Regions from separate parts of the Mus musculus genome. Here all the other regions are linked to region 1. Evidence: chromatin contacts called from public promoter capture Hi-C data. All regions are on one chromosome and are shown on one strand. Each heading gives the region's core, a stretch centred on a gene start, on an enhancer-like site or on the middle of the called end of the contact. The rest is flanking DNA. Distances are from core to core; before and after follow the strand shown. Region 1 holds the start of Tmem33 (transmembrane protein 33). Region 2 overlaps Atp8a1 (ATPase, aminophospholipid transporter (APLT), class I, type 8A, member 1). Region 3 holds the start of Shisa3 (shisa family member 3).

The links. Promoter capture Hi-C pulls out the DNA fragments that hold promoters and counts their contacts.
Region 2: a promoter capture Hi-C map of pre-B cells shows a contact between it and region 1, with 2.8 times the contacts expected there. The contact joins the enhancer-like site here to the promoter of Tmem33 in region 1. A contact is called at or near these places in 2 of 39 promoter capture datasets (the C10 cell line and pre-B cells) and 1 of 115 datasets of contacts at active chromatin or transcription factors (pro-B cells).
Region 3: a promoter capture Hi-C map of cranial neural crest shows a contact between it and region 1. The contact joins the promoter of Shisa3 here to the promoter of Tmem33 in region 1. A contact is called at or near these places in 7 of 39 promoter capture datasets (cranial neural crest, embryonic stem cells, hippocampal neurons and 4 more), 1 of 115 datasets of contacts at active chromatin or transcription factors (bone marrow-derived macrophages) and 1 of 9 other capture datasets (pancreatic islet).

Annotation. Positions count from the first base shown.
Region 1 is chr5:67,258,362-67,262,206 of GRCm38.p6, forward strand. It overlaps Tmem33 (transmembrane protein 33), which reads left to right and starts at 2,204. Exons shown (of 8, transcript NM_028975.4): 1 at 2,204-2,445; 2 at 2,603-2,672. The coding sequence starts at 2,628.
Region 2 is chr5:67,731,552-67,735,396 of GRCm38.p6, forward strand. Atp8a1 (ATPase, aminophospholipid transporter (APLT), class I, type 8A, member 1) reads right to left here. Exons shown (of 37, transcript NM_001038999.2): 21 at 618-702. Among named protein-coding and RNA genes, the nearest start is that of Gm46914, 31 kb to the left of the region's middle. Within about 2 kb of position 2,225, at least 8 of the 459 cell types and tissues checked have an H3K27ac peak or open chromatin away from gene starts, as enhancers often do. A contact at or near this core is called in pre-B cells, where this site is marked.
Region 3 is chr5:67,606,049-67,609,893 of GRCm38.p6, forward strand. Shisa3 (shisa family member 3) reads left to right here and starts at 1,835. Exons shown (of 2, transcript NM_001033415.3): 1 at 1,835-2,636. The coding sequence starts at 2,360.

The sequences.
Region 1 (3,845 bases), core at 954-3,453:
TTGTAATTACATTTTATTTATAGGTTAGGGCAGGCATGACATGGCATAGGTATGGAGGTCAGAGGACAACTTTCAGGAGTTGGTGATCTCCTACTGTGTGAATTCTGGGTTCATACTCACATAGGGTGATGGTTAATATTACACTTAAGGTTTTAATTACTATGCTTACGGTGCGTACAAGTTGTCCTCTGACCTCTACACACATGCTATTGCCTGCCTGCCCTAACCCATAAATAAAATGTGCTCAGAGTAATTTTCGAAGCTGGAAAGCAGTGAGGGAAGAGAAAGAGAGAACTATCAGGCGGAAGATGCAAACATTCTCTCGGCAGAATCTTTGCTTTCGTGCCTTTGCAGAGCAGCTTCAGCTTCCACTGTGGACTCAGTCTATTTTCTACTGTCCCCAAATGGCCTGGAACTGAGTTAACCGAAACTGAAATGACATCTGCTCGTACGGTTTCATCTGAAGCTTGAGGATGGACTTAGAAACAGACTCCATTTGCCTTCCAGATTTCTATATTTTAGAAGAGATAGGAACACAAGGAGAAAATCTAGCTATTATGGAGAGTGGGAAGACTGAAGGTCTAACTTTAGTATAAATCAGATGCATTGTTATCTACTTACGTATAGTTACTTATAGTCAGAAAATTCGGGAATACAGAAGAGGCAGAAGGAAATCAAATTCTGCTACTAAGAGTAAAAAGATCACTGATCTAGTCAGCAACACTAAGTCTTAGAATGAAACTCATCTTGCTGATAAAATGATTTAGAATTTCCAGGCATCTAGAACTGTGAGGAAAAAGAAGTTGCGTTGTTTAAACTACTCAGTCTGTTGTATTTGACACCCCAGGTAAACCAAGATACACATGTGTGCATGTACACACACACACACATACACACACACACAAACACACACACTACCCATACATGGTGGGAGAGCCAGATTAAACAAATAATCAAAAAGAAATATTAGACAATGATAAATATTCTAAAATAGGGGACAAATTATACTCCAGCAATGCAGAGAAGATAATGTGTTAGCTGAGCTTGGGTGATAGGGAATCTAGACTGGAGATTGTGGGGACCTGAATGTGGACATTGGCCTTAGAAGAAAAGTTTACAACATTCTACCGAGCATCCTTTGACTCCTAGACAGCAGCTGACTGGCGCCTAGGCTGCCATGAATCATAAAGGCAATTGTACTTCTGAGAGAGTAGGAGCTTAGAGATACTCGGTTCCTAAGTTGGAGTATAGATCTGTAGTCAGCTTCCTGTCCTCCACCTCTCTCTTCTGTTCTTCTTTTTCATTTTTCTCTATGCCTCTTCTCCGGGTCTCTGCAGACGACACCCCCACCCCTGCATACCTTTTATCTAGCCAGACATGAAATTATGGAAGCCACATTCAAGTCTTCTTTCCTGTTCTTTTCTCCCACACCATCACACAATTCAGGATTTCATTGCTCTCCCTAGTTGTGTGCAATGGCCTCCCTATGATCTTTCTAATATAGATGATGTCACACTTCTGCTTAAAGTTGTAGCTTGGCTCCCTAGATTGCAGAGTTAAGTTCAGAAGTTTTGGCATACATGCAGGCAGAACACTGTATACATAATAAGTCTTTAAAAATATTTTTAATTAAAATATAACTTCATCATTTCTCCCCTTTCCTTCCAACCCCTCCCGTGCCCTCATGTAATGTTTTTCTTGCCACACACCCTGCCTCTCAGCAGTTCAAATCTTTCACCCCCCCCCAGACCCATTCATTCAGTTCACACCGAACTGTCCTGATTCATTCTGTTACTTTACCTGCTCTGTTCTCTTATTTGGAACCTCCTTCCCTTTTCATATACAATTTTTCCTTTCCCTTCAAGATTTATGGCCAGAATTACTTTTCCAGAAACCCCTGATTAACTCAGCTTGTGGTCGTTTTTGCTCTATTGTCTCTGAGAAGGTCAGTGTTATGTTCTTTTTTTTTTTTTTTCCTCCAAGCGTCTGTCACATAGCCGGTTTCACTAGTGCTTGAAATAAGAAAACTAAATCACAGGGTTTGGTGAATCGCTATCTGGAGAGATCATAGATATTTCTGAAGCTTCTGTATATGGAAGTAGAGAGATTTTTGAGGTTCGGAAGCCAGCGAGGAAAATCGCCTGAGTGCCGGTTAAGACGAAAGTTGCCTCGGTGGTTTTACTTAACATTTCCGTGCCAATTGGCTCGTAGGGAAGGTGGAACCAAAACAAGGAGAAAAACTGCATTTCCCGTCATGCCTCCGGAAACCACGCCCGGTGACTCTCAACGTCCCGCCTGACTCACGTGGAAACGAAAGGATCACTTCCGGTTTTGCAACCCCGGGAACCGGCGGCGTCGATCGGCCCTTTAAGGCCTTTCTCCGAAGCTCCGCCTTCGCTTGGGTCTTTCTAGAAAGGCAGCTTCGGTCTGGACCGAGCGGGGCAGGTATTACCGGGCCGCCATAGGGGGACTTCTGCGGCTGTGTGCTGCACGCGTCCGGGAGGGCCCGTTCCTCCGGGGGTTTGGGGTTCCTGCCGGCTCTGAAAGCAGGTCGGAGGGTCGTCGCCCCGCACTGACGTTTTGCTCTTCTTTGCTGTTGCAGCGTCCCGGGCTCCCGAGTGTCTCCCATGGCGGATACGACCCCGAACGGCCCCCAAGGGGCGGGCGCTGTGGTAAGTGAGCGGCCTGGTCGCCCGGCTCCATCAGCCGGAGTTGGCGAGGAGCAGGAAGTGTTTGAGAGGGCTAGAGGGTTCTAGAAGCCGCTGCCTGCCGGACTGGGGTTAGGGAGGAGCCGAGTGGCGGCCAGAGGAGCTCCAAGTTTGTTTCAAAGGCGACAACAGGCAGTTCTGGAGCAGGCGGCTGTCACCTGTCAGCTAGGGATGTTGGCCTCCTTGCCCCTTCCCACACCGCGGTCTCCGATCGTCTTCGGCCCCCAAGGTGGAAAATACCATCTATTCAACCCACATGCCTCGTGGTGCGCGTCGTAGTATTGCCCTTTGTACCTACTTCAAGCCTTTTAAGAAATTTTGCAAAGGGGAGAGAGTGGTGTGTTTCTTTGATTAGTCGTTTACAAAGAGGAGGACTGCCCGTTTGTAAACTTTATAATTAAAAATGTTGATCTACAGGTCGACTCGAGGTAGTTTTTGTGTTTTTGCCCTTAAATTGAAGTTTTGATTTTTTTTTTTTTAAAAAGCTTTTTACAACACCCCTGTACTGTGTACACGCACTTAACTTTGCTGACCCATTTGGAGATTTTTGATAACCCAAAAATACTTAAGTATTATTTTCCACTTCATTACATTTGGGGAATTGAACATGGATGCATTTTAATCTACTTTGTAGTTCACGTGCAGATTTCCTTAACTGTCCATTGTCCCTTCCCCTCTTTGGGAAGCAGCCATTGTGTTTATTTGTTCTGCCTCTTTACTCCCAGTCAGTCCATGGAAATCCCTCTATTATCTCTGGGCTTTGAAGACACACCTAGTTTCAAAAGTCTAGACCTGTTTTACAGAAGGCTCTAGAAACTGAAATTACATTTTGATTATGCCCTTCTCAGGACACAAGAACCATTTTATGTTGATTCTTTGGGGAATTAGGTATGATCCTGAATCAACTGATTTGCCATTGTAAAAATAGATTTCACCCTTTGTAAGTAAGAAGTTGTCTGGCCTAATACTTTGAAACTGTGAATAATTTGTCCTCAAGTCTTCAGTCCCATGATCCATTAAAATATTTTGTTGTGGAACTATATATACCAGGCCGTTCACTCTACTTAAACCAGCCTCTTCAGCTCCTTGATTGTGTAATGGAGTGTACGTACGTGCAGAAGACCCAGAGGAAGGGCT
Region 2 (3,845 bases), core at 975-3,474, 470 kb after region 1:
TAACCAATGGAGTAAAACTGCCAATAGCCTTGCAAAATATCAAAGGCCTATGATTTCTTTGTGTTTCAATCCTGTTCTTTTTTTTTTATTTTTATTTATTTATTTATTCATTTATTTATTTATTTAGGTATTTTCCTCGTTTACATTTTCAATGCTATCCCAAAGGTCCCCCATACCCACCCCCCCCAATCCCCTACCTACCTATTCCCCCTTTTTGGCCCTGGCATTCCCCTGTACTGGGGCATATAAAGTTTGCAAGTCCAACGGGCCTCTCTTTCCAGTGATGGCCGACTAGGCCATCTTTTGATACATATGCAGCTAGAGTCAAGCGCTCCGGGGGGTGGGGGGTGAGTACTGGTTAGTTCATATTGTTGTTCCACCTATAGGGTTGCAGTTCCCTTTAGCTCCTTGGGTAATTTCTCTAGCTCCTCCATTGGGGGCCGTTTGACCCATCCAATAGCTGACTGTGAGCATCCACTTCTGTGTTTGCTAGGCCCGGGCCTAGTCTCACAAGAGAGAGCTATATCTGGGTCCTTTCAGCAAAATCTTGCTAGTGTATGCAATGGTGTCAGCATTTGGAAGCTGTCAATCCTGTTCTGTTTCCATATCATGCTCACCTTCTGTAGCAAACTGTTCCAAGTGTTTTAGGGTGATTTCTTTGTACTTTGAGGTCTCTGCAAGTCGTTCATAAATTACTGTGTCCTGGAAAGTAAGCAGAAGGTTTGGTGGATTAATTAAGCATCCCGAATTTAATAAGATCGAGATCAGCCACATTACTGGTTGCTGTGCAAACATCTCCCAGTGTTTCCTTTAAAGCACTGAATATTTTTGTCTATGAGTAACAAGGACTCGCCAAAGACAGGAAGGAAGACGGCTGGCCCTGTGGGTTTTGCATCCATGGAATCAATCAAACACAGACAGAAAATGCAGCTTGGCCTGGACGGTTGGGTCTGCAGAGACTATCACAGTTTTTCTTGTGATAATTCCACCAGCAGTATGGGAGTACTTTTCACATGTTTATATTTCAGTAAGAATTCCAAGTCATCTAGAATTGGCTGGAAAAAAACAGAGAAGGAACTGGGCCTGGTGGCCAACATTTATAGTGGAGGTGGGAGGATGTCTGTGTAATGTACAGAGCACTTAGGGAAGAATGGTCTAGAACTCAGGGAACGTTGGGAAATGCTGACCTGACAGGGTCTGTCCTATGCAGATCTGCCTTGAGCTAGAGTCTCAGTGGCTGCAGGATGTGCATAAAATTTACCCAGCTTTAGAACCTTCCAGGGACAAGAGCACCTTTGGAGGTCTGTGCTATCAGATGGACGAACATGAGACATCCGTGGACCACCAAGTGTCCTGAGATGCCCCCTGGGGACGGAACGAGGACCGGCAATCAATCCCTGAGCTGCCTCAAACCGCTAATGATTCTGACACTGTCTCTAGCTTTAAGACTTGGTTGACTCCATTTGTAAAATAATATTCCTGGATTGAAAACAATATTACTTCTTTGATATTTCCACACAGTGTGTTTTGATCCTATCCCCCCACGCCCCCATCCCGACCTATGTTAAAGTCCCTTTGGCTTTAGTTTCATGGGCTGTTTCTCTTTCTCTGCCCCTTCCTCCTTTACAAATCGCCTATTGTTCCTTTTCGTTATTCGCTGGCTTTGGTTTAACGTCTCAAAGAACTTCAGTATTCAGCCTTCATGACTTTTTATGAGACCAGGAAAAAATAAATCATTTACCTGCAATTACTCTCTCAGTGGTAGTACCCACTGTGGGGTTTCTAGTCTTGGGGCCGAGATTTGGACGCTGACTAGTGGAGGATGATTTAGAGCCCTTGAGAGAAACACAACCAAGTGACCTCAGAGCAGATGGAATATCCCAAGGCCCAATTATGAATTTCTTTTCATTTTTCAGTGGTGGGATAGGAAGGAAAACAGAGAAGGGAATGACAGTTTGCAATCATGGCTCCTTCCTGGGAGGGAAAGGAGTATCCTGGAGTTCTCTGTCTCTCTCTCTCTCTTTATTTTTTTCATGTTCATGAAAATTTCCACGAGGTTAACAGAGGCCATTTTCAGAGGAAGAAAAATCTTTCAAACCTTGAAAAACAGAAGTGGTGGTAAGGAGGAGGGAGGTTAGGTTCTGCAGTAAATCTAAACATACTGGTGCTTAAGAGGGTCAATTAATTGTCTACATTCTTTGTGGTATTGAGGAGGCGAAGGGAGGAAATGTGGCCTTCTGTAGTAAAACGTGTGTTTTCAAGTGACAGTCACAAGTGGTTGGCCATGCTTGTCTGTGAAAAAAAAAATACTTAAGAGATACGTTTGGGGACACAAAGCCCTCCTTTATTTAGAGGGCTACATCAAGAGTCTGCCACATTTTCAGGAATGAAAAATAATTCCTTCGTAGATACTAGAAGAGGGACCTGCCATCAGGTCGGACTCTGAATTTATGGACAGAGTCTGGTTATCTTGTATCGTGGCCTTCAGGAAGGAAAGGTGGAACACCACAGTGACTGGATATTCTTGGGGATAGCATGGTAAAGCCAGATGCCTGGTACTGTGGACGAGACCAGGGCTTTGAGAAAAGTGAAACCCGTGGTTAATCATTTCTTTTTGGTGAACCTTTTTGTTTTCCTCTTGCTTTTTATTTTCCCCTCTTTTTTTCTTCTTTCCTTTTTTTTTATTGGATACTTTATTTTTTATATTTTTATTTCATTTTTTAGTTTTATGTAGCTGAGGAAAATCTTGAGCTCTGATTCTCCTCTTTCTACCTCCCAAGCACTGAGACTCTAGGCATGAGGCACCTCTGGCTCTTACTGTATTTTTGACTAAAATTTAAATTCAGATCTAGATTTAAGAATGTACTTTTATACACGTGTATGTGCACAGGTATGCACACATATGCATGTGGAGGCTACTGGTCAATCTCCAGTGCCTTTAGAAGATTCAATCTTACTTTTGTGAGACAGAGTCTCTCACCAGGTTGTGGAGCTTGCCCGTTGGCTATACCAACTATTTAGCAAGCCTCAAAGATCCTCTTGTTTCCACCTCTCCTATGATTACAAGCTCATGCTATTTAGTTGTTCCTTTTACATGGGCTCTGAGGATTAACTTTAGGCCCTCATGTTTACAGGGCAAACTTTTTACCTATTGAGATATTGCCCCAGCCTCACCTAAAATATATTTTTAAAAAGACTATTTGCATTTAGTTCTTTGTGTAGGGTTGAGGCCTAAGGAATGCTGGTGGTGGAAGAAATAGTCTTCCCCAGGGAAGAACACACAAAAAGGCCCCTAAAAACATTCTGTAGTGGTTTGAATAAGAATGGACCCCATAGGCTCCTATATTTGAATGCTTAGTCACCAGGGAGTAGAACTGTTTGAAAGGATTAGAAGGGCTAGGGGGTGTGGCCTTGCTGAAAGTGTGTCACTGGGAATGAGTTTATAGAGGTTTCAAAAGTCCACAATAGGCTTGCTCTCTTTTTCTGCCTAAGGATCAGAGTGTAGCTCTTAGTTGCTGTTCTAGTGCCTGCCTACATGTTTGCTCTCCCCAAGGAGCATGCAACCTCTGCAACTGTAAGCAAGTCCCCGACTAAATGCTTTCTGAGAGGTGCTTTAGTCATGGTGTCTTTTCACAGCAATAGAACAGTGACTAAGTCCATAGGAGCATGTCACCTCTGCAACTGTAAGCAAGCTCCCAACTAAATGCTTTCTAAGAGTTGCCTTGGTCATGGTGTCTCTTCACAGCATACTGTAGTCATTTAAGATTCCTGTAGGATCAAGTGTGTCCATCAAGTTTCTCAAGTCTTTCCTGGTTTAGAGTAAAATTCATGAATGAACTAAAGTT
Region 3 (3,845 bases), core at 585-3,084, 350 kb after region 1:
AAGAACCCCTCTGTGGCACAGAGAAATGTAATTAATGGGAGGGAAGTGCCAACAAATCACTCCTTAAAATATTAACGCTATCAAAGAACAGCTGGAGAAGGAGGAAACTTGACCCTTGGGGGACTGATGGAGGGGCCGTGGCTGCTGTACAGTTTCACACAGTTGTGATGTAATGAAATTCCTCAAATCGTAACTTAAAAAAAAAAAGATATTAAGTAGTGTGGCTCTGGAAAAGTTATTAAGCGTTAGTGTGTCTTCGAGTTTGATTATTTTATTATGATCCTTGTAGCTCATATTTGCTGTGGTTTTAAATCTTTTTCTCTTTATTTTCCTGAAAACAAAACCAACCTCCCTGCTGCCCCTAAAAAACTGGTTTGGTTTTTTGTTGTTTTTTGTTTGTTTGTTTGTTTGTTTTAAGCAGCCTGAAAGCCCGGTGACAGCATTTTTTTTCCTATATAAATAAAAATCCATTAACCACGAAATTTCTACTCCACATGCTTCAATTAAATTCTTAGTTAAGGAAATTTGTTTGCCTAAATGTAATTTGGCTTTACTTAACAGTTTGATAACTTATTATTGCCCCCCAAACATTTATTGTGGAGCAATGCAGTTATAATTTTACACAGTCCTACTCAGTAGTGGCGTGTTGGGTATTTATTTTTATATTTAAATAACAATCTCAATATTTAAGACCTGAAGCTAGGAGTGGTTCTTTACCCGGGATGGAATTTAATTTAGATACTTAAAAATAAACCGTTTTATTCAGCACCGAAGTTTTTCTAGAAGCCTCTGGGACCGTGGGCAAGCTGCGGGTGTAATAAATACTTCTGACCGCGTATACTTGTGTTGGCGGTGCTCTGACAAGTTCTTCCATTTGTTTCAGGAGACTTGCTAATATCTAAATCGGTGACAGGGTGTTCAAAGCGTTTGACAAACCGTGTGGCTGAGACGAACGTCCTCACACGTACCGAACCAATAAACCCCGGAGAGGAAACACAGGTTGCAATAAAAATAAAGTCTTGAGGTTAGCACCGGTTTCACGTAACTCTGGCTTCACAAGGCTCTCCCTCGGCTAGAGGAGCCATGCCCTGCAAACAGCCCACAGGGGACACATCATTTAAATAAATGTGTTTCTTTGCCCGAACAGAAGTTCAGATAGGCTCGATTATCATTAATTCTGCTCTTTTATTTCCTTTGCGGGCGCGGAACACCGAAATCCTGGCCTTTGAAGTGAGGCTGGCGGGGCTGACCCGGGTCCTCCCCGGCGCCGGCTCAGCGGTGCGGGAAGGAGGCGCCTGAGCGTGAACTCGTGGAAGCTGGAAAGGAGGGGTGAAGGGGTGGGAGTGAGGTGCAAATGTTGGTGACCCTAAAAATCAGGTTATCGGAATCGAACGAATCCTCAGAATCGGCGGCCCAGGGACAAACTGAGTCTGTGCACAAGCCGACAGAACAGTTAGGGGACTTCAGACGCCACGCTCGTTTTTTAAAAGAAACCCGTGGAACTCAAGCGCGGCGCAAGTCCCCTCGTGAGCTGGCAGGCGTGGACGGAAGCGGGACCGTAGTCTTCCTCATCCTTCTGCAGGTTTTCCCCTGGCTATGTGACAGCTAGGTGGCAGGCTCGGCCTGGTCCCCTCGGGGTCACCGCCAAGGCCCGGGGTAGCGCCGTGGGTGGGGGCGGAGGGGAGACGCGCGTGAACCTGCGGGCGTGCGGACCGCATCGCGGTGCACCCGCTGTGATTAGCTCGCGCGGCGACCCCGGAGGGCGGACTTTCCTCACCCTCGAGTCTCCTCCTCCCTCTGCCTTTTTAAGGGACGCCCTCCAGGCAGAGCTGTCAGCCACCCCAGGCCCTCTGCACTTGGCCGCGACTGGGCTGTCTCCCGCCTGCGTGACAGTCAGGGGCGGGAGCGGAATTAGCCGTTGGTCCCCGAGACCTGCACGTGGAGAGCCAAGCTCAGTTCCCGGCTCTGCCGGGTACCGGGCGACAGCCCACGATTGGGACATTGCCCGGCCCTGGAGTTGGTCGTTCAGGGCTCGACGGCCCGCAAGAATAGCGGCCTGGCCCCGGGTGCTCCTAGCGCGATGAGCCTGGCTAAAGGCGGCCGCTGCTTCAGTCGCAGCCTACGCGGTGGCCTCCCGCGATCCCTGGTCCCCTCACCCTCGCGCACCATGCTGTCCTCCGGCCAGCGGAGCCCGCAGAGCAGCCCACGCCTCCTGCCCAGCCGCTGCTAACCCACGAGAACGCGTTCTTGACCGGGAGGTCAACCGGCCGCGTGGTGCCTCGGGGAGGCGGAACCTTGGTCCCCCGGAGCTCCGGCTCCGCCCTCGGATTCTCCAGCTGCCACCGGGCGCGGGGCGGCGATGGGGGCGCTGCTGGCGTTCTGTCTGCTCGTGGGCTTGCTACGTTGGGGCCCGGCGGGCGCGCAGCAGCCTGGGGAATACTGCCACGGCTGGGTGGACGCGCAGGGCAACTATCACGAGGGGTTCCAGTGCCCCGAGGACTTCGACACGCAGGACGCCACCATCTGCTGCGGCTCGTGTGCGCTGCGCTACTGCTGCGCGGCAGCCGACGCCAGGTTGGAGCAGGGGGGCTGCACCAACGACCGCGGAGAGCTGGAGCATCCTGGCATCACCGCGCGTAAGTGCGGCATCCCTGGGCGGACATGGCTCGCCCACCCGACACAGGCACGCCTTACTAGCTCGGGCCACAAAGTGGACCACCTCTGGGTCTGGGGATTGAAGAAAAAGAGGGTGATCGTATTTCAGGTCAGGGGTCCTATCGCTTTGCAGTTTGGGTCCCGGCTGCACGTGATGCCCATGGTTCGGCCCTAGGGAAAGTTTGCAAGGGTTCGCAGGAACTGCTGGTCTGGCGGGAACCTGGTGCTTCTAGGGTAGACAGCTGGAGCTAGGTTGGGTTTCCTGGGCGCTCTGGTCAAGTGGGGGAACTCCGGAAGTGCGGGTGCCAGGGAACTCGACTCTGATCACCCCCTTATTTTCTTTTGTCGAGTAGTAGCATTTCGTCACTCTTCCAACTTCCTTACAATTCTCTGCATCCAATTACCCTCTCTAGTCCACCCCCTATTGTCACGCTTTTCAGAAACACCCAAGTCTTTGGAGGTGAGGATTTAAAATTCCGGGTCACAGGGATTTCTCAGGCCCCCTATTCTCACGTCGGAAAACACGGGTCAAATTTCCGCTCACTTGTCCACTTGCTCACTTAAGAGGTGAATAAATCAGGACCCCAGCTGAGGAAATTTACACCTTGAAAAAAAAGTTTTCCACTTGAGTTGGAACATCAGGGAAACCTTTTAAGGCTCAAGGCGAAGGTTTTACTGCCAGGAAACCCGAGAAGTGTGTGGAGCTGAGAGCCTGTGTCTCCCCAGGACTGGGAGGTGGCAGTGTGGGGCCTGCACACTCTGATCCCCAGAAAGACAGGGAGAGAGAAGCAGGTCCTGTCGTCCAAATGATAACTGAGAGGAGGGAGGGGTCAGCATCAAACAGGGTTTTCCTCTGGGGTTTAATTTTGGCGGGGAGGGGAGAGTGTTAAAAAGCCCACTTCTGAGGACCTGGGAAGTAGTTTCTAGACTACATAGCAGAAAGCAGGAACTCAGGGCTATCTTAGCATGTTAGAAAAACCAAACTTCTCTGCTTCTCTAGGCAATGCTAAGCCTGCCTCCTGAGTCGGGAGGGGGGTTGTTCTCCAAAACAGAGACTAGAGGATTGGAGCATTCTCCCCACTTACTGAGTCTGAGATCAGGCCAAACCAGATGGATAGTGCTCTGCCTCCTGCCAGCACTTTAACCTCTGGTGACTTAACTACGCTGGGCCATTTTTCGAATTTAAAACG